Regions from separate parts of the Mustela erminea genome. Here region 2 is linked to region 1. A link is a contact called in public Hi-C data. All regions are on one chromosome and are shown on one strand. The core of a region is the stretch at or near the end of the contact, and the rest is flanking DNA. Distances in the headings are between cores, read along the strand shown. Region 1 holds the start of LIAS (lipoyl synthase, mitochondrial). Region 2 holds the start of PDS5A (sister chromatid cohesion protein PDS5 homolog A).

Region 1 (4,369 bases), core at 696-3,195:
TATGTTTCCTCAGGTTCCCCTTGACTTATATCCACTTGTGGAGTAAAAGTTGTTGGGTAAGGTCTCTCCCAAAACAATCTGCCCTCTGTGAAATTCCCTCACCATTCTTTTGAATTAAGGCAAGGTATCCGTAGGACATATGTACATAGAAGCAACAAGTTAGATCATCAATACGCAGTAACAATGGTAATTTCATCAAGATCAAATCGACTAGTAGCAAGGTGATAATGTTTGCTCTATGCAGAAATTTTATGCTGAATGCACAATGGGATGGCTAGGTCCTAGGAAGACTGAAGAACAACTATCAAAAGGCACAGAGGATTCCAACAATTTCAGCTATTTACCTGTTCTATGTCTGTATCACTTCTAATGATTTTTAGCTCAATTTGCCAAGTCTGATTTAATTTATAATCCAGGGCTTGGTTATACGTGAATATAATGCACAATGAAGGAATTTATCTCAAAATTTCAATTACCTTTCTCCCTTCTGGCGTTTTAAGTTTCCTTTATATTCATCCCACTTGCTCTTGTCCACAAGATCACCAGATAAAAAATCTTGAAGGTCTGGTCCATTTTGTAAGAATTCCTTTTTTTTATCTGGCAAGGAACTTACTGCTCTGACTGGACTGCATAAATATCTTCCAAATATCTAAAGAGAGTTCATTAGGACATGTTTTTAGTGAAATTTGAAGTAGCTTAGTTGGAACCTCCTTTAATACCTAAAAGTGAGGGTAGAACCAGAGAAATGATACAGAAATTATGTCGAACAATTTAAAAGCTTTGTGTAGGAGCTCAGAATCTAGGATTTAAGTCTCAAGAACAAAGGAAACCTAAAAGAGAATGGGAGCTAACAGTTTACTGCTAGAGATACAACAGATCTGGAAACCTTTGGACCTGGCTAACATGTCACACTTTCATGTAACCCACTTAACTACTAAAAGTCTGTCTTTCATACAGTTTAAACTGCAATAACTGGAGATGCCACAGCTCTGAATTTTCCGCTCTTGAGTCGAGTCAAGGACGTATGAAAGGAAATTTGCATTAAGTCTCTCCTCTCTGGGCTTTGGATAGGCATAGTGTTAAAACGTAGAGGTAACGCTCAGTTGGTTTTAAAGAACTGGAAGGAGGGAAACCAAACCTAATGTTTTAATTTTTTAGATTACATTCTATGTTTGAACACGGTAGTCCATTTGTTGACCATAAGAAAACACTGGCTTCTAGATCTGAACACGAACGTGTACAAGATAGCCAAAACACTAAAATTCACAAGTCAGTACATGCAACGCAAGAGAACCTTCAACAATTAAAAAAGAATGCCTGTTGGGGTGCTGCGGTATTGCTACTGCATTGGATCACTCTGCCTCTAAAGGCAGAACACAGGCTTTTGTTCTCACTGCCCAGACCGGTGTCTAGTACAAAGACTGACCCGAACACAAAGTAGGAATCTGGTGTGCTCAACGCCGTGCTCCTATAAAGCTCCAACTAATAATACAGGGTTCAGATCACTCTGATACGCGGGGCGGGTTGGCGGGGGGGGGGGTGGTGGAGGGGGGGAACCTCTCATCGCCTGCCAGAGAGACCTACAAACCAATACCAGAGACTCTACACGATCGTGTGTCGGTAGAATTAAATGAGATACTACATGAAAATTTTTAGAACAGCGTCTAGCTCAAGTAAACGCTAGTAAGTGCTGGCCTTATTATTGGGCGCAATAATAAAGAGATGGGAGCCCCTCCACCCCGGGCCCGCACCCTGCTCGACCCGCCGCTCACCCGGGGCCCCACGGTGCAGGCGGCGCCCCCGCAGCGTAGAGACATCCCTCTCTTTTTTTTCCTAGGAGGATCGAGGGATCACTAATTCCTGGGAAAGACAGATCAACACATCGTCGCTCGGTTTATGACGAGGAACCTGAGCCACCACAGACCCAGCGGTACTTGAGCTGCTCCGCGATTGGCTGCTTTAGCCTGGTAGGGTCGCGCGCTCATGACGTCATACGCAGGGCCCAGACGGGTTACAAGAACGTGATGACGAAAGACGCTCTCTCTTTGCCGCATCTACTGCGAGGTGAGGTTGTTTCGGAAATTTGTGAGTTTTAGGAATCTGAAGCCATCGGCTCGGGGAAAGCCCGGGGTCCGGGTCTGGCGCTCGCGTCCTCTGTGTTGGGCGTTTCCCGGCGCGGCGAGCGCCATATGGATCTGGCGGCCTTGGGATTCGAGAACTGTATTGGGCTTGTGGGCCTGCCCCCACCCCTCAGCCTTGCGGGGCTGGCGCCGCCGTAATGACTGCTAGGGGTGCGCCGAGCGGGAGTTCGCCCGCTGTGCTCATAGCCCCTGTCTAGCAGCCTCGGTTTCCTGGGCAGGACTCGGCGGGGGCCTTTCTCCGGGTGGGTCGTCTTGTGTCCGCCCCGGGGGTTCTGCATGCGGGTCTCCGGGGGCAGCGGAGCTCCGTGCGGGGTGGTGTGGCCGCAGACAGGCCCCGCGCCGGCCTCGTAACCGCAGGGGTCTGTGTTTCAGGATGAAGACCATTCTCAGCAATCAGACGGTCGACATCCCGGAGAATGGTATGAGACCTGATGTTTGTGCTCCTTTTGGTCTTTACTGCCTGCTTTGTACCTGGTTCCGAGGCCTCACAGATGCTCTCTTTCAGTCGACATCACCCTGAAGGGACGCACGGTGATCGTGAAGGGCCCCAGAGGAACCCTGCGAAGGGACTTCAACCACATCAACGTAGAACTCAGTCTTCTTGGAAAGAAAAAGAAGAGGGTGAGATGCGGCTGGTGTCGTGTTCTGTTTCCCCTTCCGACCCATCCGTGGCTGGGGTGGAAGGGAGTGATGTAGTAACCCCGGATTTGGTGGCTGTAGGAATGACAGAACCGAGATTCCTTGTTTTAGCTTGAAATCGGGTGTGGGATGGTGTGGCTAGTGTCGGCGGGACTGCTTCAGTGAGGTCGGGAGAGCGAATTCTGATGATAAAGCTCAGTGTTCGTACCGTAGTCGTCGTCAGCATCAGGATCTTAGTACTGTCACCCACACGGTATTAGGAATTTTAGGGACCAGGCAGGTCTTGGAAGCCTGATGTTTTAGTTTTCTAGGAGTGAAGTAGCATGCAACTTGAAAAATGAGTATTTCTGGGTTGGCATTCCCTTGTGAAATGTGTTTCGTGACGTCTAGTATCAAAAAAGATCATAATGGAGGACTTCAGACGTGATTGCTTTAATGGGGGCTAATGCTCGAATCCAGAGCAATTCCCTGAGTACGTGGATTTTTCTCTCAGGCATCTGTATTACAGGAAGGAATCATATGACGTGTTTGTTCTGTTTCAGCTCCGAGTTGACAAATGGTGGGGGAACAGAAAAGAGCTGGCTACGGTTCGCACCATCTGTAGTCACGTGCAGAACATGATCAAGGGGGTTACACTGGTAAGCAGGCGGGTCAGACGGCCTCCTTTCAGGAGGGGAGGCTTCTTTGCTGTCACGCGTGCATGCAACCTGAGTGTCTGCTGCGGAAAGTAGACTGTGCCTGGAGTTCATGGAGGTATTTGGGGAAGGGTGATCTTGGCAGTTTATAATCGGCATCTGTGGGTCTTGAGGATTAAGTGATAAATGTGACTGAAGACCAGATGGTCTTGATAGTAGGCTAATGGTGTTTTTTGGGGGGGGGGTAGGATGTGTGGTGTTGTTTTTGGTTTTGTTTTTATATAGAAACGTAGCACATAGGATAGGTTTTGATTTCTTATTAGCCTGCCGCTCTCCAAAGACGCCTCTTGAAGGGGCAGAAGAAGCTGGATATCCTTTCAGCGGTCCCTGTCTACTTTCCTAAAAGTGTTTTTGTTGTCATTATTCTCTTTACAATTCCCTCTCCCCCAAGTCTTTAAGATAAAGTTCATTTTGCTGTCTTTGCTGAAATGTTTTTCTTCACATTAAAACTCAGTCCTTCCAGAATGTGCCTCAATAATGGCACCCTTCAGCTCCATTATAAGCCAGTTGGGTCATGTTTCCCCTATTTACTCTTGGCTACCAGGCTAGTTCCTCGAGGGTAGAGGGCCTGTCTGAGTTGTCATCTGGTATACTGGTATACCTTAGTAAATCAGTAAATGTTAGTCTAGTGCCCAAGATGAAGGGCTTTGGGGTTCTTTTTTTTTTTAAGATTTTATTTATTTGACAGACAGATCACAAGTAGGCAGAGAGAGAGGAGAAAGCAGGCTCCCCGATGAGCAGAGAGCCCGATGCGGAGCTCGCTCCCAGAACCCTGAGATCATGACCTGAGCCAAAGGCAGAGGCTTTAACCCACTGAGCCACCCAGGTGCCCCTGGGGTTCTCATTTTTAAAAGCTGACTTTGTTTACTGTGGTCATAGGAGGTAGTAAAATAA
Region 2 (4,443 bases), core at 557-3,056, 460 kb before region 1:
CCCTGGGACCATGACCTGAGCCAAAATCAAGAGGCGGTCCCTTAGCCAACTAAGCCATCCAGGCGCCCCTAAATTTTGTTTTCTTACGGGTTGTAATCCTTAGGGCTTACTAATCTTGTGAGTGTTTATAAAGTCAAACATATTAAAAAATCATAAATTGTGTAAAATTAAAACTTAAAAGCATATATAAAATTCCATTTAATAACGGGTAAATTACTCGGATAAAAAAAGAAAATGAAAAGCATCACTCTTCTGTTATTTGTGACAGATTTTAAAAAAAAAAACCACTTTGAGAGAGAGCACTTAAAAGAGAGTAGGTTTTGGTAAGTTCAGTTGTTTGGATGAAGATGAACTTAAATGGATTGTCTGCTACTCTAAATGCCCAAGAACAAAGCACTGACTTTTGGGTAGTTCTAGCAAATGAGCAACTATGGCCAGTTCCATTCCAAGATGAGAGCTCCCTTGTGTAATATCTGAAAAACAATTCAGTGAGTACATTACCTTTAATATTTTTCAGACCAAGTAAAGGATGTGGAAAAGACCAGCGGATATTCATCAAAAATAATAATCGAATACAACCGAATATAATTTTAAACTATGGTAGTGATCAGTTTCAAAAGCTGAATGCTATTTCCTATTATTCCATTCTTTTTTCAGCTTCATCTTCTGATACATGAGCACCTGAGGTTCATTTGCCTTTTTTATTTTTTTAACATTAAACTGTTCAAACCCACTGCATTGGCTGTTCCTTTGGATAAAACAAAAAGTTATTCTGGGTATATTTAAAACATTTTTTAAGAAATATTTTTATTTTCATATTCACAAGAACCATCTAGCTAATTTGCAAATACGCTTACTTCTGGGTGTCACTCCGAGATCCTTGTTCTCTAGGTTTAGGAGTGGAGCCCAGGAACCGACGTTTCAGACCATTCTTTGAGCACTATTCGACTCAAAGCTACTTTCGTATTTTCTATCTTTCAAACTATTAATTTTAGAAATGCAAAGAGGGGAAGGCAAAAACTCCTGTGGCTTTCAGAAAGAACAAGAATGAGTAGCTCACGTCGTGCCATGTTGTAAAACTTTTCCTCAGTTTGCAGATCTTCTGTTCCTGGGGAGGAAATCAGTTCATTTTCACCGAGTAATTAACCGTCTTTCAAGCGGTTCCGTCCATGCCTCTCAGGATGACCCCCAAAAGTCATGAACTCATCTTCGCGGCGTAACGTAAAGCTCATCTCGTCTTGCCTGCCCTCACAGGGGCCTCTGGGACCGGGTTCTCTTCCCGCCACAGGGGCCCCTCCTCGGCCTGCCCTTTGGGTCCAATCCTCCCAGAGGCGCTCCGCGCGACAAGTCTTGGCGCCAACCGGGTGGCGGCGCTGTCCGCCCCGCGCGCGGCCGCCTCAGGCCCGAGGGAGGCGGAGGCACGGCCGGCGGAGGAAGGGGAGGGAGCGAGGCGCGCGCCCTGCTCTCGCGTGCTCTCGCACCGCTCGCGTGACCGGCTGGTGTGTGCGCGAAGGGCCGGCTCCCGGGGGCACGGACGGCCGGGCGCGCGCCGCTGCGAGGGGCGTCCGGGTCCCGGTCGGCGGACCCGGCCGGCGCGAGGTGCGGGCGGGCGGGCCGCGGGGGTCTCGGGCGGACACGGGCGCACACGCTCCCGGAGGAGCCTTCTCGGAGGCTGCTCTTCCTCGGCCAGACGGAGAGCGGCAGTGTCTCCCCGCCCAGCACACACTCGCCCCGCGTCTCCCCCCGCGGCGGCTGCTCCTCCTCGGCACCGCCAGCCCCAGCGCCGCTCCGGGGCGGGCGGCGGCGGCGGCGGGACCCGCGGAGCCGCTTTGTGTGCAGCCCGACGAGGGGCGGCGGCGCAACCACCTGACAGAGGCCCGGGAGCTCGATGCACCTTCCGCCCGCATGAGGAGGAGGAGGTAAAGGCGGCGGCGGCTCGGCTCCCGCCCTCGGTTGGTGGAGGGAGGGGACGGAAGGGGAGACCAGAGCGGGCGGGTTGGGGGGGGGCGCGGGACCGAGGCCCGGCGGGGCTGCCCGGAGGTGCCAGTAAGGCCTCGGCAGCGCCGGACGGCGCCGAGCAGTCGGGGTCGAGAGAAGCCGCCGGGGCCCCTCCGCCGAAGTTGAAGGAACAAAATGTGAAGTGCGGAGCCGCGTCAGCCGCTTCCTGGCGTGGGGTTTGGGGTGGAGGGCGGCTTGTTTTCCCCTCCCGCGGGACAGGGGAGGGGCGGGAGTGTGGCGGGGACGCCGGGGGTCCCGAAGCTCGGCCCGGCGAAGGCGTTCGTTTCCCGGAGCCACCGTTGCGTGTGGGTCGGGTTGAGTCCCTAGTTTTGCGGCCTAAGCCGAGCCCTATAGGCCTCGCGTCTCCTTTCCCGGAGAGGACTGGCCGGGCGGGGACTCGGAGCTTCTCTCCGACCGAGCAGGGGCCGTGAGGGCCTCGCCGGGCTCGGGATGCTGCCAAACTTCGGACCTCGGTGCTTGGGGGTGGATTTCATTGTGAACGGCGGAATGGGAAACTCCTGGCGCTTGCTCGGCGCTTCCCGCGGCCGCTGGGGCCGGAGAGCCCCGTGGGCCCGGGGCTGGCGGGGCTGGCGGGGCCCGCGGGAGTGGGGGTGGCGGGACGGCCACCAGGGTCCAGGCCCGGGGAGGGGCGCGAGGCGGGGCCGCCGCCGAGTCCCCCGGCCTTCCCGGAGAAAGGGCCCTTTGCAGATTAGAGATTTTTGAAATGAAAAAAGAGGTTACAAAGTCTCCCTTTTCTCGCTGAACTTTTGTTTTCTGACCGATAGAGGCCGGTAGAGGACTGTGAAAGAAAAGTTGTCCCCCAGGATGGACTTCACCGCGCAGCCCAAGCCTGCCACTGCCCTCTGTGGCGTCGTGAGTGCAGACGGGAAGATCGCTTACCCTCCGGGGGTAAAGGAGATCACCGACAAGATCACCACGGATGAAATGATCAAGCGACTGAAGGTAAGCGACTGGACACAGTGTTCACACTTCAGACGTTTGTGGCAGGGCGTGCTCTGTCCTGTGGTATTACTGCACTGCTAGGCCTGGCCTTTACAGTTTCACCTACCCGGGCTTTTTTAGGTATTTTATCATCTCATTTTTTTACTCTCTCTGAAAGGTATTGTTCTTTCTTGGCTGTATCTTTGAATAGTTCTGTAGGTATATAATCATGGGAAATTAAAAGGAATGTTCTTGTTTTTTCAAACATGAGAATTTAAGTGCTTTTTAAATAACTTTTTTTCTAGAAATATTTACGAGAATGCTGTTCAGAGTAGCTTACAACCTTAAATGGAGGCAATAGCTTGCCTAGGAGGGTTCCAATTTCCGTTTATTTCTAAGGAGATCGATTTATCACCAAACCATTTTAGTAAATGGTCAGCAATTTTCTAATATCCAGAAGCTTAAATATGAATTTAGTATTGTTAAACTTTGACAGAATGTACTGACTTCAAAATTCAGACGTGAAGTAAGGTGATTTAGGTCCACATGTTCAAAGGGGTTTTCAGGAGAATATTTTAGCTCTTTTTAAGTTAGCTTATTTAAGCCATGGTGATCTTAAGATTGAGGTTGTAAGTTCCAGCCTTATGTTGGTCAGCATTTTGCCTTTTTTCTGTTGCATGGACATAGATTGTGCCCACAGCCTTATGAGATAGTGCTGTTCTTATTAAGGGATCAACTTGATGCAGTGGTTCTCAACCAGTTTCTTTCTTTCCTTACTTCCCTCTTCCTTCCTTCCTCTTCCTTTCATTCAGGTAGGCTCCACGGCCAGTGTGGAGCTCAGTGCAGGGCTTGAACTCAGGGCTGTGAGATCAAGACCTAAGCTGAGATCGAGTCCAGGACTAAAGCAACTGAGCCAGCCAGATGTCCCTCAGCCAGGGCATATTTGACCCCCAGGAACATTTGTCAGTGCTGGAAATTTTTTGGTTGTCACAACTAGGGCCAGAATGGAGCAAGGAGAGGGAAAGACTTGAGGCAGGAGATCCAGATAGGAAACTGGTAAAAGTGTAAGTGAAAGATGTTGAAATCTTGAAGCTAGGCTATGGTAGTGGGAAGAGAGGTAGGGAAATATCCAAGAAATGTTTCAGAGTTCGAATCAATCAGACTTGGTGGGTGGTGAGGGAAGAAACAATGATGACAGTGTTTCTACCTTGGGCAACTTGATGAAATGTATTTTTAGGGAATGATCTTGCCCCTTTGTTCTAGAGCTTAGTATATAGTGCCTACTAAATGTTTATGATGTTGTAAGTGCTTAATGAATGTTTAAAGTATTCCTTTACCTTAGTTCTTAAAATCTAATTAGATCCTGCAATTTGTTGACTCTTTTTTGAAGGAAAAGGACACAGTACCTTCCATTAAAATAGATTTGATACTAGAGATTATACATGAGGCGAGGTCCTTAATTGATGCTTTTTAAGGTTATATTGAATGGTGTTGCTGAAAAAT

What was found. Hi-C and Micro-C count contacts between places; a contact is called where the count stands out from the background.
Region 2: a Hi-C map of spleen shows a contact between it and region 1, with 6 times the contacts expected there. The contact joins the promoter of PDS5A here to the promoter of LIAS in region 1. A contact is called at or near these places in 2 of 3 Hi-C or Micro-C datasets (skeletal muscle and spleen).

What each region holds. Positions count from the first base shown.
Region 1 is chr2:130,225,962-130,230,330 of mMusErm1.Pri, reverse strand. LIAS (lipoyl synthase, mitochondrial) reads right to left here and starts at 1,945. Exons shown (of 8, transcript XM_032334117.1): 1 at 1,773-1,945; 2 at 477-649. The coding sequence starts at 1,817. It overlaps RPL9 (60S ribosomal protein L9), which reads left to right and starts at 1,993. Exons shown (of 8, transcript XM_032334118.1): 1 at 1,993-2,064; 2 at 2,514-2,560; 3 at 2,647-2,762; 4 at 3,323-3,418. The coding sequence starts at 2,515.
Region 2 is chr2:130,684,906-130,689,348 of mMusErm1.Pri, reverse strand. It overlaps PDS5A (sister chromatid cohesion protein PDS5 homolog A), which reads left to right and starts at 1,806. Exons shown (of 33, transcript XM_032334124.1): 1 at 1,806-1,919; 2 at 2,784-2,961. The coding sequence starts at 2,824.